Linked DNA regions of Oncorhynchus kisutch: region 1 is linked to region 2. Evidence: chromatin contacts called from public Hi-C data. All regions are on one chromosome and are shown on one strand. The core of a region is the stretch at or near the end of the contact, and the rest is flanking DNA. Distances in the headings are between cores, read along the strand shown.

What was found. Hi-C and Micro-C count contacts between places; a contact is called where the count stands out from the background.
Region 1: a Hi-C map of liver shows a contact between it and region 2, with 15 times the contacts expected there. The contact joins the promoter of prpf6 here to the promoter of znf512b in region 2. A contact is called at or near these places in 2 of 2 Hi-C or Micro-C datasets (liver and muscle).

Annotation. Positions count from the first base shown.
Region 1 is chrLG24:30,880,923-30,886,134 of Okis_V2, forward strand. prpf6 (PRP6 pre-mRNA processing factor 6 homolog (S. cerevisiae)) reads left to right here and starts at 3,819. Exons shown (of 21, transcript XM_020458778.2): 1 at 3,819-4,193; 2 at 4,936-5,098; 3 at 5,187-5,212. The coding sequence starts at 3,904.
Region 2 is chrLG24:30,695,245-30,699,727 of Okis_V2, forward strand. It overlaps znf512b (zinc finger protein 512B), which reads right to left and starts at 2,428. Exons shown (of 18, transcript XM_031803620.1): 1 at 1,983-2,428; 2 at 1,278-1,473.

The DNA.
Region 1 (5,212 bases), core at 2,569-5,068, 190 kb after region 2:
AGTACCCCCTGTATATAGACTCCACATTGACTCCATACCGGTACCCCCTGTATATAGACTCCACTTTGACTCTGTACCGGTACACCCTGTATATAGACTCCACATTGACTCTGTACCGGTACCCCCTGTATATAGACTCCACATTGACTCGGTACCGGTACCCCCTGTATAGAGACTCCACATTGACTCTCTACCAGTACCCCCTGTATATAGACTCCACATTGACTCGGTACCGGTACCCCCTGTATATAGCCTCGTTATTTATTGTGTTACTTTCTGATTGATTAGATCGTTTAAAAAAAACTTATAATATTTTATTAACTCTATTTCTTGAACTATATTGTTGGTTAAGGACTTGTAAGTAAGCCATGTAATTTCACCGTACAAGTTGTATTCGGCACATGTGACAAATAACATTTGATTTGATTTGATTAGACTTGAAGGCTCTCTCATCGCTGTGGTGATCAGGCCGAACACCGTTGTGTTGGTTTCCTGCGTGGCCACTCAGTCGTGGGTGAAGAGGGAGTACAGTCAGGGACGAACCCCTTTGGGGCCCCCATGTTGATGGTCAGCAAGCAGGTGTTGTTGCTTACCTTCACCACATGGGGTTGGCCCGGCCAGGAAGTCGCAGAGGGAGGTGTTCAGTCCCAGGGTCCCCAGCTTGGTGATGAGCTTGGAGGAGACTATTATGTTGAACGCTGAGCTGTAGTCTATGAACATAATTCTCACATAGTTATCTCCCCTCCTGTCCAGGTGGGAGAGGGCAGTGTGGAGTGCAATTGAGATTACAGCATCTTTGGATTTGTTGGGATGGTTTGTGAATTAGAGTGGGTCCAGAATGTCTGGGATGATGGTCTTGATGTGTGTCATGACCAGCCTTTCACTTAATAATTACAGATGTGAATTTTACAAGGCAATAGTCATTTAGGCAGGTGCCTAGAGTTCTTGGGAAACGGGACAATGGTGGTCAGTTTGAAACATGTTGGGATTACAGACTGGGACAAGGAGAGATTGAAGATGTCCGTGAAGACACATGCCAGCTGGTCTGCGCATATATTGAGAACGCATCCTAGTATTCCATCTGGCCAGGTGGCCTTGCGACTGTTAACCTGGGTGAGTGAGTGTTAAGCCTGTGTGATCACTGAGATCACACAGTCATCTGGAACAAACGCAAGACTCAGTGTTGTATTCCTCGAAGCAAGCATAAAAGGCATTTAGTTTGTTTGGAAGTTATGCATCACTGGGCATTTTATGGCTAGGTTTCCCTCCGTAATACATTGTCGTCTGCAAGCCCTGCCACATGCGACGAGCGTCAGAGCCGGTGTAATAGGTTTCCACCTTTCTCCTACACTTGAGTGTACAAAACATTAGGAACACCTGCTTTTTCCATGACATAAACTGACCAGGTGAATCCAGGTGAGCTCTATGATCCCTTATTGATGTCACTTGTTAAATCCACTTCAATCGGTGTAGATGAAGGGGAGGAGACAGGTTAAAGAAGGATTTTTAAGCCATGAGACAATTGAGACATGGATTGTGTATGTGTGCCATTCAGAGGGTGAATGGGCAAGACAAAAGATTGAAGTGCCTTTGAACAGGGTAATGTTAGTAGGTACCAGGCGCACCGGTTTGTGTCAAGAACTGCACCGCTGGTGGTTTTCCACGCTCAACAGTTTCCTGTGTGTATCAAGAAGGGTTCACCACCCAAACATTGTAGTCAACATGAGCCAGCATCCCTTTTGAACACTTTGGACACCTTGAAGAGTCCATGCCCCGGCAAATTGAGGCTGTTCTGAGGGCAAAAGAGGGTGCAACTCAATATTAGGAAGGTGTTCCTAATGTTTTGTCCACTCAGTGTATATTGTCATTTTGCATGTTTGATGTCTTGTCGGAGGTCGTACGGGCTTTCTTTCATCCATGTCACTGTCCTGTTCCTTATAAGCGGTAGCTTTACCATTTAGCCCAGTGTGAATATTGCCTGTAATCCATCAAAGGGAGACAACATCCATTAACTCTGTTGGCTACCAGGACCACCGCCATGCTAGCTAGACTCTCTGTGTGTGTGAGACAGACATGGTGTTCTCGTTTTCTCCTCCATGCATGTTTGTGTCTGTGCGTGTCAGCTGAGAGATGTAGCTTGTTCACCACAAATATCCTGCAACACGAATAGAGAAAACAAGGTGTTCCAAAAATACCTTGTATTGCGACTCACTGCTCATCCACTGATTTCATCTGGCATTGACCCATATCTGCATCTGTCAAGGCTGACCTCAAACAAAGGTGATTGAATGTATTCAGAACAGTAACCGGGGGATTAGATGTGGACATGGGTTTGACACGCAGGGTTTTCTTGATCATTAACCTCAATCAGCATTACTGATGGGTGGTTTCCCTCTAATGACACGGACCTGGATCGCTGGATCACAGACAGACAGACAGACAGACAGACAGACAGACAGACAGACAGACAGACAGACAGACAGACAGACAGACAGACAGACGGACAGACGGACAGACAGACAGACAGACAGACAGACAGACAGACAGACAGACAGACAGACAGACAGACAGACAGACAGACAGACAGACAGACATTTAGAGTACCAGTCAAAAGTTTGGACACACCTAGTCATTCAAGGGTTTTTCTTTATTTTGACTATTTTCTACATTGTAGAATAATAGTGAAGACATCAAAACTATCAAATAAGTTAAACATGTTCAGTTAGTGGCACAGCGGTCTAAGGCACTGCATCTCAGTGCTAGAGGTGTACTACTGGTACAAATCCAGGCTGTATCACAATCGGCCATGATTGGGAGTCCCATAGGGCGGCGCACAATTGGCCCGGATTTGGCCGGTGTAGGCTGTCATTGTAAGTAAGAATTTGCTCTTAACTGACTTTTCTAGTTAAAACAAAGGTTCAATACAAATGAAACCAGGTCTGTGAAGATTTGCAGCTCTTTGAATCTGTGAAATGGTTCTGGGCTGTTAAAGCCATACATCCTCTAATGCAGCTGACAGCACATTTTCATCACAGTGAAATAATGTCTGCCCTGGAGGCAAATTAAATGAAGAGAAATTAACATGCTGAGGCCTTGGCTGTAGATGGCTAAAGTTAAAGGTGATGGAATCAAATTGATGCATAGGCGGAGGTACTTCATCACAAGACAGACAGCACAGAAACGTCATATTAGGTTGTAATTACATTTATCGCAGTGAGCCCATCCTGTGATTGACAATGGACCGCCCAAGAAGGCTTTAGTGTCCATGTTAGACTGGTTTGATATATGTTAGATAATGCATCGCTGTCAAAATGTATGCCAATTAATTTTAAAACACTTTTAAAATGTGTCGGCCAATCAGCTGTGTTTTTAAATTGGTTCTCTCAAGAAATAGGACAGTGTCGACTTTCATTATGTCAATAATGGTGAAATGCAGACTCAAAATGACCTGGCTGTCAAACCAGGCTGAGGTAGCCTAATGAGCTTCTGTTGATGAGGGCTAGAAGATTCACTCAACTATGTGCTGATCAAATACATGACCCGAAACCAATGCATATTTATTCCCTATAGTTACAGGTAGATTTAATAAACCATTTAGACTCCAAATTCCAGTTGCCATGTCTGGGATATGTGCAATGGGCCTAAAGTTGGCTATTCTCCTAGCCTGCACATTTTCCTGTAGTCTGCTGCACTCTGCTGGTAGAGCATGGCAGTAGTAGTTGTGGAGCGCCACAGGGGGCGCTGTTGCAGACCAATGCCATGATTGTAAAAGGAAGTGCGTATGTTATTATTTCCAAAAGTTCCAGTCTGCCGGAAGCTCATACGAAGAAGATTATTCCGGAAGTGAACCCGTTCTTATTATACCTTAGTGAGTGAACCGCGTTGTCGGTATAACTAGCCACGATGGCTGGCAGAGATGGAAACTATAACAACAGAAATCAAAATGATGGTAGAGGCTCTAGGGGCGGTGGACAGAATTTCGGTCGAGGCTCCGGTGGCCGCGGGCAGAATGATGGTAGAGGCTTTGGGGGCGGCGGGCAGAATTCTGGTAGAGGCTCTGGAGGTGGCCGGGGTGGCGGGCGTAATGCCGAGCCCCCGCCAATGCCCATGTCCTCCCCGCTCATGGGCAAGAAGAAAAAGCCCTTCCTTGGGATGGCCGCGCCGCTAGGCTATGTGCCTGGACTCGGCAGAGGGTAAGCAGGCATGATGTTAGTTAGCTTAGCCACATAGCTAGCTACAGTAACTAAGCCACCTTTGACTGGAAAACAATCTCGAATTTTACTGGCAATCAAGTACTTGTACCTAAATCTTGCTAATAGTGTTAGGATGCAATACGTCTAAAATTCCTTCTTTCTTGTTACTAAGTAACGTTAGTAACTAATTGTGTACCAATGTTTGGCTCGCTATCTACCTATGTAAACACTCCAGAACCAGACTGAAACAAAAACTAGAGGCTGTGGTCTCCAGGAGCAGGTTGAAGATAGCCAGCAGATCTGACAAGCTTGCTAACAACTGCACTAGAGTCAGACAGACTTCCAGTGTAGGTTAAGATACCGCTGAGCCAACCGGAGAGATATGGCTCGGAATATGTATCTCGATACAGGGATGAGAAATGAGCTATACTCCGAATTGCCCCATTATCCCAATTTAACTGTTACAACAACCTAGTTTTTTTTAGCAGTCGTTTAATCTTCTTGGTGTAACAGTTGGGATAATGGGACAATTTGAAGAACACCACATTTCTCATCCCTGGATTGAGGTATGTTTTCCAAGCCATCTCTCGTGCCTGCTCTGCTGTGTAATAATCTACACAGGAAGGCTTTCTGACCCTAGTGCAGCTGTAAGCAAGCGGGTTGGATCTGCTGGCTAGATTGAAGAATAATGTTCTAGTCTGTTGTTGAATCTCTCATCTAACTCCACCTCTTCTGTCTCCAGAGCCACAGGTTTCACCACCCGTTCTGATATCGGACCCGCTCGAGATGCCAACGACCCGGTGGATGACCGCCATGCTCCCCCGGGGCAGAGGACGGTGGGGGACAAGATGAAAAAGAACCAGGAAGACGACGAAGAGGATCTGAATGACACCAACTATGATGAGGTGCTTGTTTACACATGACAAGAACAAGTTCAGGCAAAGCTCATCTCACAACATATTGTAACACCTACTTCTGTCCACTTTGTCTCAGTTTAACGGCTATGCTGGCAGTCTGTT
Region 2 (4,483 bases), core at 1,178-3,677:
GAGATTTCTGTTGTTTGAATTTGGTGCCCTGCACTTTCATTGGCTGTTGTCATATCGATCCCGTTAGCGGGATCTCAGCCGTAAGAAGTTAAACACTTTGAACATTGACGTTTGAGCAACATGGATGAACATCTAATTCTGATGTGAGACTGTGAGAGCTAGTTGGACATGCATGCACACACACACACGCCCTGGACCATGTGTATTACAAGGCTCAAACCAGGTTTGACTTCTTCCTCTGTAAAGATATGGGTAGATCCATACTACTAGAGAAGCAGGGATGAGGGTGTGATACGAGATTTGTAAAATAGGCCAGAGAGCCAGACAGACATTATGCACATTCACTGTCCTAAGATATACATACAGTATATGTCGGTGGAGGCTGCTGAGGGGTGGATAGCTCATAATAATGGCTGCAAGGGAGTCATCAGAATGGTACAAAAAAAACATAAAAGAGGTGGTTTCCATGTGTTTGATACCATTTCATTGACTCCATTCCAGCCATATTTATGAGCCGTTCTCTACTGATACTGTATATGTACACGGTCTATTGTGTCCCTAGTGTGACTTGCCCTCATTGTCATGTCTATAATATTGTTGACACTAAAACAAATTCATTTTAATTGATTTTCTGATTTGCAATACAGTTTTTAATTCAACTAAATGTTATTTTATTCTATATTCACAGTAGCTTACTATACACCCAGAGCAGTGAATGCACAACTTCCACACAGAGTCAAGGCACTGTTAGGACTGGCAGGGAGATAAGCCAGACACACACACACACACACAGGTTCTGAGTTAAGTAATCCCACTTTATTACTGTCATACTACAACACTGTTACTACTACATTACAGCTATAGGCTATTATCCCGCTACTTTAGCAGTGTGACATACATTTGATAGTCTACTAACCTAGTCATGACAGTTATAAATCAGTACATCATACAGCTGGCTGAAACCAAAGCAGAACCCCAGAAACAGCTGCAAAGTGAAAGAACTGATGTATTTTGGAATTGAGCACTTACACACAAAAACACTTTAATGTTTGAAGGCTGCACAGACAAATTGCCCTATTCACCTCCTAGGTCACATAGGCTGCAACAGCAGTTTGACTTGCTTCTGTCTCCTCTACTTGAAGATGGTTACATTGCAGCAACATTGTTTGTGGACTGTTTCGATTGCTACATTGGTGCATTCGAATGCTGCTGGCTACAATGTTTACTGTGCCGTTGATTAATAATAGGGACATGGGGTTCTAGAAGGCCACACCTACCTGCAATGTCGGGAGTCACCCAACACGAGCCGCCGGGTGGCCGGGGTCACCCACGTGGGGGTCAGGCGGTAGGGCTACACCTCGCGCGGTATATGCGCCTTTCCCGGTCTTACATGGCCATCACACCTGCTGTTCCAAGCGGGTCTGGTCGGGGGCTTCGATGGAGGCGGACTGATAGTCGTCGTTAGCCACGCGCCTAGTCCCCGTTTTGAATCCGAGGAAAGACGAGGGGAGATGAAGAAGATGAGGAAGAGGGAGGAGGAGGGGGGAAAGGAGATGCCAATTAAAATCCTAAAGACGTTCACCTTATTTCCAGCATCCACTTTTCCCCCTTTCGTGCATTAATATGGCAACCACGAGGCACTTCTTTAATCTCAATCGTCTCGTTGGAAAACTCAAGAAATGTGAATATCAGGAGACCCGCAGGAAAGATAGAGACGTCTCCGACTCCTTGAAAAAAACATTAAAATACAAGAAGGTTTTATATAGGCAGTGAAGCAAAATGGCGACTTTAATATGAAGGAGGAGTAAAAAAAAAAATCCTTGCAATGGCTGGAGCTAAAGGGAGTCACAAAAATATGTTTAGTGCAGTAATTTTCAACAGCTGCAAGCGAGTTGGTTAGAGTAAAAGAAAATGAACCAGAGGAAAAAAGGAATTAAAAGATTCGACCTCGGTCGCTTTCGGTGCAGTCTGCGGTTCCTTACCTCGGGATTATTTCGGGGTTTTATACGGAAATTATCTTCGCGGCCGTGTACAGTAATAGGCTACAGTAATGTGTGTTGAGTCATGCGCGTATCCACTCTTCCTTTGACAGCTGCAACTACAGTCTTCTGGCAACTTGCAAACTCTCGCGTTATTATTATTTGTATCGCGCAAATAATATTCGGGGTTTTTGCCATATAAACCCGATTTTGTATCGATACCAAACTGACGGTTTGATGAGGCTCATCCGCCGTAACGCCGTGTGGTCATGACGAAAAAGGGTTAGGATAAATTCTTAAAACCAGCCTCACTTAAACGTTTTAATCTGGTAATGTTAGGCTACTAAATTATCATCCGACCTTTATCGTTAATATTCAGGGAGTCAACTGCGCACAGCCTTAGATTGTCAATTGTCGTTGTGCTGTTTCGTCGATTTCATGCCAGTCCAAGGCAATCCAAATAATAGTCCACTCGTAGGCTATAGCAATCGAAACTTGCATAGTGACGCTGGGGCAGAGTAGAATCGGCTATAGGCTACCTATTCTGCTCTATCAGAAACGGATCAATCGATTTAATATGGGATGTTAAATAGGTTGTTAGATGATGTAGACTGTTATGGTTGGGCATTGCTGATCTGTCATTTTATTCCAACACAGTGAAGGCTAATGCAATGTCGAGAACCAAGGTCACTTGTTTTGAAAGTTTCTCTTATTTTGCCCACTAATGAATTCTTATTATTGCTATTACTAAATCAGCAAGCTTCTGCAAGAGCAGCTAAATGTTCCCCATTATACTCTGATATGATATGTATAACACGTGGCCCTCACTCATGCAGCCACTGAATCATAGCCACTTACAGTGGGCTCACACAACCAGAGTAGACTCTCTCAGATGTGATTGGTGCCAGTCAGCATGACCTAATATTTTTTATAAGTGGAAATCATCAGAAACAATGACGTAAACCATGGACACTGGCTGTTCCCCTAAACCACCAGAAGAGGGCAGGGTGTACTCATTTTAGGGCCTGGCAACGTCAGAGCCCAAACAAGGTACAGTATATCAAATGTATCCTTCCTTTCGACCACTCTGAAGTAGTTACTGATGAGACATGACTGGACAGTGAAAACTATAAGGCGGTGCCCTTGCTTTCACTTGTCCAATTACATTAGATCAGTTATGTTAGGCCTACGTCAAGGAGGGAATGATTAAGGATGTAGTTTTAATTTCTTTAATCACATTTCCTTCTCTAAAAATATATATTTATATATTAATTCCTTCTCTGTTTCTCTTTGGCTGTGTTTAGACAGGCGGCCCAATTCAGAAAATATTTTTTTAACAAATTGGTCTTTTGCGAAAGTTCTGACGTGATTGGTCAAAAGATCAATTAGTGGAAAAATTATATCAGAATTTGGCTGCCTGTGTGAATGCAGCCTTCCTCTCAGTTGATTAGAAATGGTTTGTAGAGGGAAAGATAACATGACCAAAACCTGCCACCTTTCCACCTGCCATTCATCCATTGCAGTTGCATTAGAGCTTTACAGTGGGGAGCTACATTCAGATTCTCTAACTGCTCCAAGATAATTATTCAAAACATTTTTCATCTACCCCTCACATGAAATGTTCATACATTAGATATCCAGTAGATGGAAGTGTTGCCTCACTACTGGGTTCTGTAAGACTGAAATATAGTCGGCTACATTGTCATATGACCACTGGAAAACATGTGTCCTTATTGATGGCTGTCCACTGAGTAGGCCTAGTCACCAGTTACTGAAAGTACCCTGGTACCTAGTTTTTAAATACTGTTTCAAAGTGCTGGGGTAGGATCTTGGTTTGCAGTTTGAGATAAACACATGGATGGTGTTTTCCATTAGAATATAGCAGAGGAGACAAAAACAATGACCTAATCTTTGGGGATTGAAGTGGCTAAAAATGACCCCAGATGAGTATATCCCACAGACACATTAGGAGAAATCCGCAGGACTCAATCTCAAAAAAATGGGGAGGGTTGACCCTGCTCATCAATCTTCTTCCTCTCTTACAAAATATTAGACCACAGGTTTATGGCAGTCAATAAATTCCTCGGAGCAACAGTACTATCCCAGTGTATGGAGCTACGTCCTACTGTTCCCCTGCTCTGTGTTCTAATGTAACCTAACTGAATGGTTATTGCAGGATCCTGGTTGACAGACCATGAATCCCTTACAGTGATTTACTCCTCTCTTTCTCTGCTGAGCAGGCACAAGCCTGGTTAATAGTTAATAAAAGCTGTCAGGTGGCCAACCTGGCAACTAGAGGGAAACTGTGTTCTACTCTACATGTGGCGTCAAGCAATGAGGTTTCAAATGGATAATCGGTCCTTCTGTGTGACAGAGGCAGAAAGAGAAGTGAGAACGTGTTGTGGGATTAAAGAATAGCAACCATGATTTAGAAGCCACTGTTTAAGAAACACAGACCTCCAAACCTCCTTGGGCATCGCTAAGCTCATTTATATCTGAGGAGA